2 separate regions of the Cricetulus griseus genome follow, and region 2 is linked to region 1. A link is a contact called in public Hi-C data. All regions are on one chromosome and are shown on one strand. Each heading gives the region's core, a stretch centred on a gene start, on an enhancer-like site or on the middle of the called end of the contact. The rest is flanking DNA. Distances are from core to core; before and after follow the strand shown. Region 1 overlaps Nfia (nuclear factor 1 A-type). Region 2 has its middle 19 kb from the start of Nfia.

Region 1 (4,469 bases), core at 973-3,472:
GGTGACTAGACGCTTCCTGATATGTTGATCTTTGTGGACTCAAAACATAAAAGAGAACTAATCTTAAGCATAGGTCCCAGGGAGAAAATTGAACCCCAAGTCCCCTACACACACACACACACACACACACACACACACACACACACTTCTTTTGCCCCACGTTCATACCAAGGTCAAGCATGCAAGGCCCTGCCACCACCTCAGCTCCACCCAGCACATCCGGAACTGTCACCCCAGCCCAGTAGATAGGAGCTCAAGACAATTTCATCGGGGGAGGGTCGTTGTCCCCTTAATCTCCAGGCCTGCACTTCAGATCTCAGGCAGCTTGCGTGGCTCGGACTCACTTTAATGGATAGAACCTATTTTTCATGAAAAAGCAGGAAATAAGCTGTCTCTTTCATAAAAAGATTTACAAAATGTAATCATTGTTGAAATATTCCCTTTGAACTGCCGTGTCCACGGGGGTCTCCGGCTCCCAGAGGCTGGCTTCATTAGACCCTCCTCCCAAGCTCTCCAGAAGGGCAGGTACGCTGGTGGGGCCCGCTTTGATGTCTTCAATGAATGAAAGAAAAGCACAATAAAAAAGAGCTGTTGATCAAGCATAAAATACTCTTTAAGCTGACAGAATAGCAGCGTTAACACACCCTAAGCTGCTTTTACTCCCCCCTCCCTTTCCTCACGTTTTCCTGTGCTTTGTGTACAGTGGGGGCTTGTGTTTTATAAGAAGTCTCTGATCTATGTAGTATGCCATTCACTAACAAAAACCAAAATAGGATTGTTTCTGTCCCACTTGGTTTCCTGACTACTCCCTGTCTCCCTCCCTCCCTGTGCCCCTCATCCCCAGCCTGGAAGGCCTGCAGTTTAGCCTGGTGCTTTTCAGGGTCTTGAGCCAATTCCTTTTGTGTTGTAGGTTTCACTGCTCTGATTTTAATACCACAATTAAAGGCAGCTTTTTATTTTCTCAAGAACTTTCCCTTGCAACTAGTAAAGGGAGCTAGCACAGTCACCACTTTAAAATTAAATAGATAGATAGATAGATAGATAGATAGATAGATAGATAGATAGATAGATCATCCAATATGACTGACCACTGTCTTAGGAAATGGGTCCCCTTTAGGACCCCACATGGACCCTCAGGCCAGCCATAATTAACAATGGGAGAACCCAGATCTTGGTTTCCTGAACTTGCTCTCAGTCAGGTATTACCTCATCAATCCCCTCAATATGGATGAAGATATTTCCATTACATGGAGTTGAAAGCTGAGACTCAGACACTGCCAACCTTGACGAAGATCATCTAACTAGCCCACTGGGTGCAGGTGGCCAGTATTCCTGTGACATTGAACTCCAGAGTCCAAGTGTGACCCATGGAAAATAGCCCTCAAGTAGGTCTTCAGAGCAAACCCAAGTGGGCCAGAGGGCAATTTTTAAAACACGAAAGTCTTTGGTTTCATAGGGTGAGAGTAACAGAGGAAAATATAAAGGGAGATCAAGAAGAAAATTGACTTGATGGTAAGAGTGACACCAGGGTAAGCTGGGATATGGTGAGATTCCAACTGTGGAACAGCCTGCAGGATTGAGTTGTGGATGCACTTTCAAACTTTGTAGGTACTGGATGGTTTATTGGGTAAAAAAAAAGATTAGTGTTTTCCCATACTGAGGTTTGAACCAAAGCAGAGGTCTTGGCTGGGAGCAGCATAGTCATTCTCTAGGGAACGGTGGTTTGGACAAGTGCAGTGTATGTAGTAAGCAGGCAGAAGGCCATGTTACAAAACTATTGCACATGCCATTGACGCAGTTGGCCACAGTTGGCCCCATTGCAAAAGCTCTTCAGTCGGAACTGCCTGGGGCAGCCCTTAGAGACTTGTGCCTCTCTAGGGAGGGTGCCTATCACTGCAGCAGGCCAAAGCATGTGCTGTGAGCATATGTGTGGCCTAGCTGTGCTGTGGACACCCATCTGGATACAGTGCTTTGCTAGGGGTAAAGCTTTTACCTGGCTCTGGGAACTGGGGTGTTGCTTTCTTTTCTTCCCTTACTTAACAACATGTGCCCAGGACCTCCTCTGCCAGTCACTGGGCAAGACCCTGGGCATGCCTCACCTGAGAGCATACATAGCTTTCTTGGGAAGAAGCAGACTGTTATAGTCCCAGCATAGTAACAGATAAACTCTGTTGTGGAGTAATTGACACCCCAGACTGTGTTAATAAAGTTAACCTTGAGTCAGGGGAGGTGGAGCCAGGGACTAGCTAACCTGAATTAGCCATAGAGAAGCCAAGAATACAGACAGAGAATATGAACAGGAAGGAGTAGGGAGGGACTTAGAGATTGTGTGGTCTCTCCCATCTGGGAAGTGTGGAGAGAAGGTCAATTTATCGCTCCTCCGTAGCTTCTTTGATTTATCGAGTTCTCACCCCAATATTTGACTCCAGAGTCTTTATTGGTAATAGAAAAATTTAGATGAACACATCAAAACCCTGTGGGTAAAGACACTGAAGAAAAGACCCTCAGAGGAGGCCTCAGAAATCTATGGGGCTCCTGTCTTAGATCAGTACTTATCCCTAGCATAGGATTAGACTTTGGGAGCCCATCCCACATAGGGGGATACTCCCTGAGCCAAGACACCCAGGAGTGGGCCTAGGCCCTATCCCAAAGGATATGATAGACTCTGAAGACCCCCCTCCTGTGGAAGGCCTCACCCTCCCTGGGGAGCAGAAAGGGTTTGGGATAGGTAGGGTGTTAGTGGGGGGCAGAGGAGGAGGGGAGGGAGAGGGAACTGGGATCAACATGTAAAACAATCTTGTTTCTAATTTAAATTTTAAAAAATGGAAAGAAAAAAAAAAGGCCCTAAGAAAAAAACGGGACTGGCAAGATGGCTCAGATGGTAAAGGTGCTTGCTGTCAAACCTGACAAACTGAGTTCAAACCCTGAGACCCACAAAGAAAAGAGAACCAACCAAAGGTGTCCTCTGACCTCCACATCCCACTGGGGGCACACACACACACACACACACACACACACACACACACACACACACATATGTAATTTAAAAAGAAAAAAGTCATTTAATCTTAGACCCTGGGGACAAGCAAGTGTTAGCATAGCAAGCAAAAGGCATAGCCTGTGCCAAGGGCCAGCAGGGAGGAAACATTTGGCTTTGCAGGGTTCTGGAAGGAGTTTAACACAACACAAGTGGTGAAAAGATAAGGCCGAAAAGGTAAGCGAGGCCACTCATGGCCCATTAATGTTTTAATAGTTTCCTGTACAATAAACAAGTCTTGGTTTAGAGTTATTGAAAACAGGCTTTCTTTAATTAACAAAATAAAATCAGACAAGAAAAATGGCTAAGGAGATCAAAGCCTGAGGCTGGCAATACCCATAACCAACACCTGTATACAGCATGTCACCCTTTCTAGAAGAATCCTGTGCCTATCACTGCCATCCTCTCTCATTGCCAGCACTCCAGAGTCCCCAGCATAGATCTCTTTCTTCGTATACGATGTCACACAACCTATCAGTGGAATTCAATGTGGGTGCTTTGGACACTCGGCCTTATCAGTGGACAAAAGTTTATCAGGATCCTTTGCGAAATCATGAAGGGCACAGATGTCTAAAGCCAGTCCCTTCCTGTTGGCCTCTAAAGCACTTAAAAACTCCTAACATTCCCAGAACCTCATGTACATAGCACCAAGCAAATTGTAGGCTGTTAGTGCTTACTGACCAAATGACTAAGGGCTCCAAATGGTTGATCCTAAGAGGCAAAGCCAGGATTCCACACAGAGGTCTTTCAACTCCTTCTGTATCAGACATGGGGGTGGGCCCCCCAGGCTTTTGGCTGATTTGCCAAGGACAACTCACTTGTGCTAAATAGTAGGCTTAGTTCATGCAAACAAGAACAGGAAGCCAAAAATGACTGACTGGATTAGTGTGACCCAGCAGAGGCAGCATCATCACAAGGGACAAAATGGTAGCTGCACTCATGTAGACCCGCTTGCTGTGCTCCTTGTGGGGCTGGAAGGGACTGATGTGTTGAGCAGGGGAGCTTCCTGTATTTTCCTGTTTCCGTTTATATGTGTAAATGTCCTTAAATAACCCACCTTGCCGGGAGAAGAAAGCTAAGTGTCACACCCAGTTCTGGATTCCACATTAACAACCTCCTTCCGTTCAGCGTTAAACTTTGCCCTTGAGGCCTTTTGTTTAACTTTTTAATTTGAAAAACAGATTCTGCTGTCACAGTCTGTCCTGCCCTCCACAGCACCCCCTCGCCCCCAACCACCAAGTGAAATATAACTCAGACCTATTTCCCTTTTGTTTTTAAAATGTATGCCCTGCCCTCTGAGTAGAAAGAGAGACTGTAGAAGGCTCTATAAGAAGTTGTGTGAGTTAGATATTGGTGGTTGACAAGGAGCTGTGTCCATTGGCTTTGTTGCCCATCTTCAGTAGAGTCAGAACCAACTCCATTTTGTAATTGC
Region 2 (4,469 bases), core at 1,376-3,875, 360 kb before region 1:
TCACAGCTGGAGCTGGCAGGAGCATGTAGATAGGATGCTTGCCTTTACAGACACAGCTACAACTTAAACCTTTTAGGCTGTGTGTGTGTGTGTGTGTGTGTGTGTGTGTGTGTGTGGCCAGAGGTAATGTTAAGTTTTGAGACAGTTTCTTACTAAACCTGGAGCTTGCCAACTTGGCGGACTTCGGACCAGCAAGCCCTAAAAATCTTCTCTCCCTAGCTCTTGACATCGTACTGGGGATTGAACTTGGGTCTTCATACTTATGCACAAAGAACTTTATAGATGGAGCCATTTTCTCTGCTCTACTTTGAAGCCATTTGATAAGTCTGGTTATTCTACTGGTGTGAAGGAGGCACTCTGAATAGGAATGGTGGTTTGGGTTTTACGCTTTGATGGATACGAAGGGGAACTCATGCATAATTTTCCACAATGGCAACCCCAAAATGCTGAAAGAAGTATAATTTGCTTCTCTGTGTAACCCAAACCTTTCATTATGAAATGTCACTACTATTACAAGGACACAAAGCAGTGACACAGTTGATGTAGAATATGTATATTGGGCTTGAGGTATGGCTAAATGGTAGAGCACTTGCCAGTATGCATGAGGCCCTAGGGTTGGGGTGGGGGTGACCTTAATGTATTATTCTCATAACCAGAGCAACAAAGCACAATTGCTGTGGTTCAGATGCCAGGACAGCAATTGCTATATTAAAGTAAACTTTTCACTGGGCTGTTTGATGAGATTTGGCTGTGTGGACCATTAGGTAAGCATAGGCTAATTATATTAATAGAAATATAAGTCAATCTGTCTCTGGCTTCACCTACTGCCTACCCCCACCCATTGTTCTTTCTTCCACTGTCAACACTTCCTGAGGAAACGTTGCAATAATCATCACTACTTAGGCTGAAGAGCCAGCCTCTGCCGTCCCTTCAGGATGGCAAAACCATGAAGTAGCCAGCTCTCCTGCCTGGCTTATCTTGATGTTGTTGTTGTTGGAGGGTTGTTGTTTGTTTTGGGGTTTTTCGTTTTTGTTTGTTTGTTTGTTTTGAGACAGGATTTCTCTGTGTATAGTACTGGCTGTCCTGGAATTTGCTTTGTTAACTAGGCTGGCCTTGAACTCATTGAGATCCACCTGCCTCTTGGAGTGCTGGGATTAAAGGCATGGGCCACCACCAGCTTGACAACTTTTATAAGTAATCCAAAACTGATGCCAGTAAGTCACTTTATGTGTAGCTATGACCCTACTCTGACACTTCTTAAAGTGACTCCCTTGAAAAGCAGGCCAGGAAGCACATTCCCCCATGGGTTCCTGTCTCCAGGGTCTAACCTTGAATTCCTGCTCTTCCTTGCCTCAGTGATGCACTGTTACCTGGAAATGTAAGGTGTAATGTAAATGTAAACCCTTGCCTCTTACCTTACCTCCCACAACAGTGACCCCTCGACCTTCCTCATCCTCCATTCTCTCTCCTGTGAACTTTCAGTCCTACTTTCCAGAGGTGCTAATGAAAAAAAAAAAAAAAAAAAAAAAAAAAAAAAAAAAAAAAAACATGGGTCTTCCTATGTAAAACTCCTAACAGGCTCTCCCAATGCCTAATACTGCACATCAAAGACAGGTTTTGCAAAACACTTGGAGCTTGCATCTCCAGGACTGTATGTCCTCATCTTAACAATGGGAATAATGTATATCCTATACAGTAAGACATCCAAATGGTAGTTAGCAATGTATAAGGTAAAATTATAATTAAGTAGTCATTGCCATCCATTAATGTTTCCTTTGCCTATGGGGAGATTAGATAGAGAGAATAGCTAATAGCCTGCTTTCGAATCGGCCACTCGTTTGCTGGCTTTCTCGTCTCTTTTTTTTTTTTTTTTTTTTTTTTTTTTTTGGTTTTTCGAGACAGGGTTCTTTTGTGGCTTTGGAGGCTGTCCTAGAACTCGCTCTGTAGACCAGGCTGGCCTCGAACTCACAGAGATCCGCTTGCCTCTGCCTCCCGAGTGCTGGGATTAAAGGTGTGCGCCACCAACGCCCGGCGTTAAAAGGTTTTCCTTTTCATTTTAGAAATAGGTAGGTGCTCCTAGCATGAGCAGTTTCTCACCTTCTCTGTCTCGTTATTAAAAATAAGAGGAAGAAGAGGCAGCCCTATCACACAGCTATTGTTCTGAAGGAGGGGGTAAAGAAGAGTGTCTGACTGAGCGACTTGTCAAGGTCACACAAATACGGTTTCTGATGAAACCGACTGTTCTTGGCTGAAACCTTGAGGATCCTATGGGATCCTATGGGATCAAAATCCAGCCAAACCTTCAGAACGCAAACATGTTCAATCGGAGCTGCTACTGCTGTTTCCTGGCGTCTACACGCCCCCACACACATTCTCGGTATTCTCTGGTCTGCTGCGGCCAACAGACGGACCTGTCCCTCTGGACTGACTAGGATGAGATGGCTCTGCCTTGCTAGGACCCGGCCACAGTAACTTGGCCAGCTTTCTCACTATCCTGCTAGTTACAACTCGACTGTAGGTGGCGCCCTGCTTCGCTTAGGGGAACTTGAAGGGTGAGGTCCAGGGTCACCAGCTGCCTTCTCTTAAAAAAAAATGTAAATCGTCCTTCCCTCCCCTACTTCTTTCCCTCCCGCTCCCCTGGGGCGGGCGGAGCGGTTAAGCTACGCTTCCCGAGAAATCGAGCCTGGTGACCGACTTCCAAGTGTTCATCGCCCAGCGGGGCGCTCCTGGGCGGTGCTTGAACCCCAATCTCCAGCAGCGCAGGCCACTTGCAGCTTACCCCTTTCCCCAACTTCAGCAGTGGAACTAGAGGGCCGGGGACAGTGTGACCCCTAGTGTGACCCTATGAGTGTGGGGCGGGGCGGGACAACTTTACAATTTCTAAAAGGCCGAATCTCAAAAGACTTGGAAGGGAATGCGACAGGGTGCACCTGCTGGTCCAGCTTGGGGACCGGAGGACGGCCTCCTACCCAGGACTCGGCAGCCAGGGAGGGTGTCTGTGGCCTGTGAGGTCTCCCTTCCCTCTGGCCCTTCCCTGAACCTTGTGCGATTTCGCTGCAAAGTTTCCAGATTCTAAGCCCAACCACGCGCGTAGAGGTGTACGTGATGGGGGGGGGGGGTCACACCAGAGCTCGGCTAGGAACACGCGGGGAGGGGAAGCAGAGCGGGGTAGGCAGGAGTGGGGTCGCCTGGTGGCTGGGCGCCGAGTGACCGGTGTCATCCCGCGGGGCGGGAAGACGCAAAGAGCCGTGCCACAACCTCCGGCCTGGCTGGTCCTGCAGCGGCCACCCGCGGACGTGGTCCCTGAGCGCTCGACTCAGCTTGCGGATCCGCCGAAGTCCTTCCTACCGCAGCTCGTAGCTGAACTGGGTGAATGATTTGTTCCGTCTGCAACTTACTTCTGCGTTCTTGTGAAGTTGAGCGCTGTGGTCAGGGGGAAACCTGGGGGGTCCTCTGCTAGCCACCTGAGGCCTCGGGCCAAAGATTGTTGAGCTGGTTAGCCTCGGTGTGAGGGGGGGAAAGTGAAAGCGGAACTGGAGGACTCTTAGAGGTCTAGCGGAGGAAAGCCTACAGCTACTGAAGAGTGTTTAAACAATACTATGCACAAAGCTTATTCTTTCATTCGGAGTTCTTTTCCTGGGTCTGAAAAAGTAAAAAACACACCTGACTCGATTTTTTTTTCTTTCCTCAATCAGCGCTTGTTGCACTTTTCCAAGTCTTTAAAGAACTGTTGGGGTAAATTTAAATAAACAATGGCGACGGGTATGTACAGTTGGTAACTCTTGGTTGCAACACCACCTCTTAAATTTACTGACAGTTCTTATCTTGAGAAAAGTGGGTGCGTTTCTATTAATCTATTATGCTTCAGGAGGTGGGGATCCCCAAGGAAAAAATGAGTAAAATGGAAAGTATAGTTGTGGAAACAGGGATTTGAGAGACAATTTTAGCACTCTGGTCTAGAATTCCAGCACTTCACGTTTCTCTAGTATTAGCTTTAACGGGAATATTGCCAGGCCTAGTCTCTAAGTGAGTCTTAAGACAAAACAAAAGTGCTTTCCCTCTCCTGCAAACAACTGCTTCAAACTATAGCTCCAAAAGAACTGGTCTTCATACTCTCTGGGAGGCAGGACCTAGATTTGGCCTCTTTCAAACAAGCAGGTGTGTGCTGTATTCTCACAGCTGTTGGGAGAGAGGGACGGAAGCCCCAAAGGCAGTGTGTCCTTGTACCCTACCCTGGCATTTAAACAATGATGGGCATGTTGAGACTGTGCTTCCAGTGTTAGCAGAGCTGATGGATGGACTGAGCGGTCCATATACCTGCCCACTTTGCACTTACCACCCTCCCTCAGTAAACCAGATAAAAAGTAGTTTTCTACCGGAAGGCATAGTTGGAGCCTTTACTTTTTCCCTGCTCCAGGGTTGAAACCTATGTCAAGGTTTCAAAGACAGGCTTGAAGCCCATACTTAGT

What was found. Hi-C and Micro-C count contacts between places; a contact is called where the count stands out from the background.
Region 2: a contact with region 1 is called in a Hi-C map of fibroblasts, with 5 times the contacts expected there. The contact joins two enhancer-like sites. A contact is called at or near these places in 3 of 8 Hi-C or Micro-C datasets (the CHL-YN cell line, fibroblasts and liver).

The regions. Positions count from the first base shown.
Region 1 is chr2:51,378,299-51,382,767 of CriGri-PICRH-1.0, reverse strand. The region is part of intron 10 of Nfia (nuclear factor 1 A-type); the gene reads left to right. Among named protein-coding and RNA genes, the nearest start is that of Patj, 270 kb to the right of the region's middle. Within about 2 kb of position 2,222, at least 1 of the 6 cell types and tissues checked has open chromatin away from gene starts, as enhancers often do.
Region 2 is chr2:51,736,022-51,740,490 of CriGri-PICRH-1.0, reverse strand. No RefSeq gene overlaps it. Among named protein-coding and RNA genes, the nearest start is that of Nfia, 19 kb to the right of the region's middle. Within about 2 kb of position 2,625, at least 2 of the 6 cell types and tissues checked have open chromatin away from gene starts, as enhancers often do.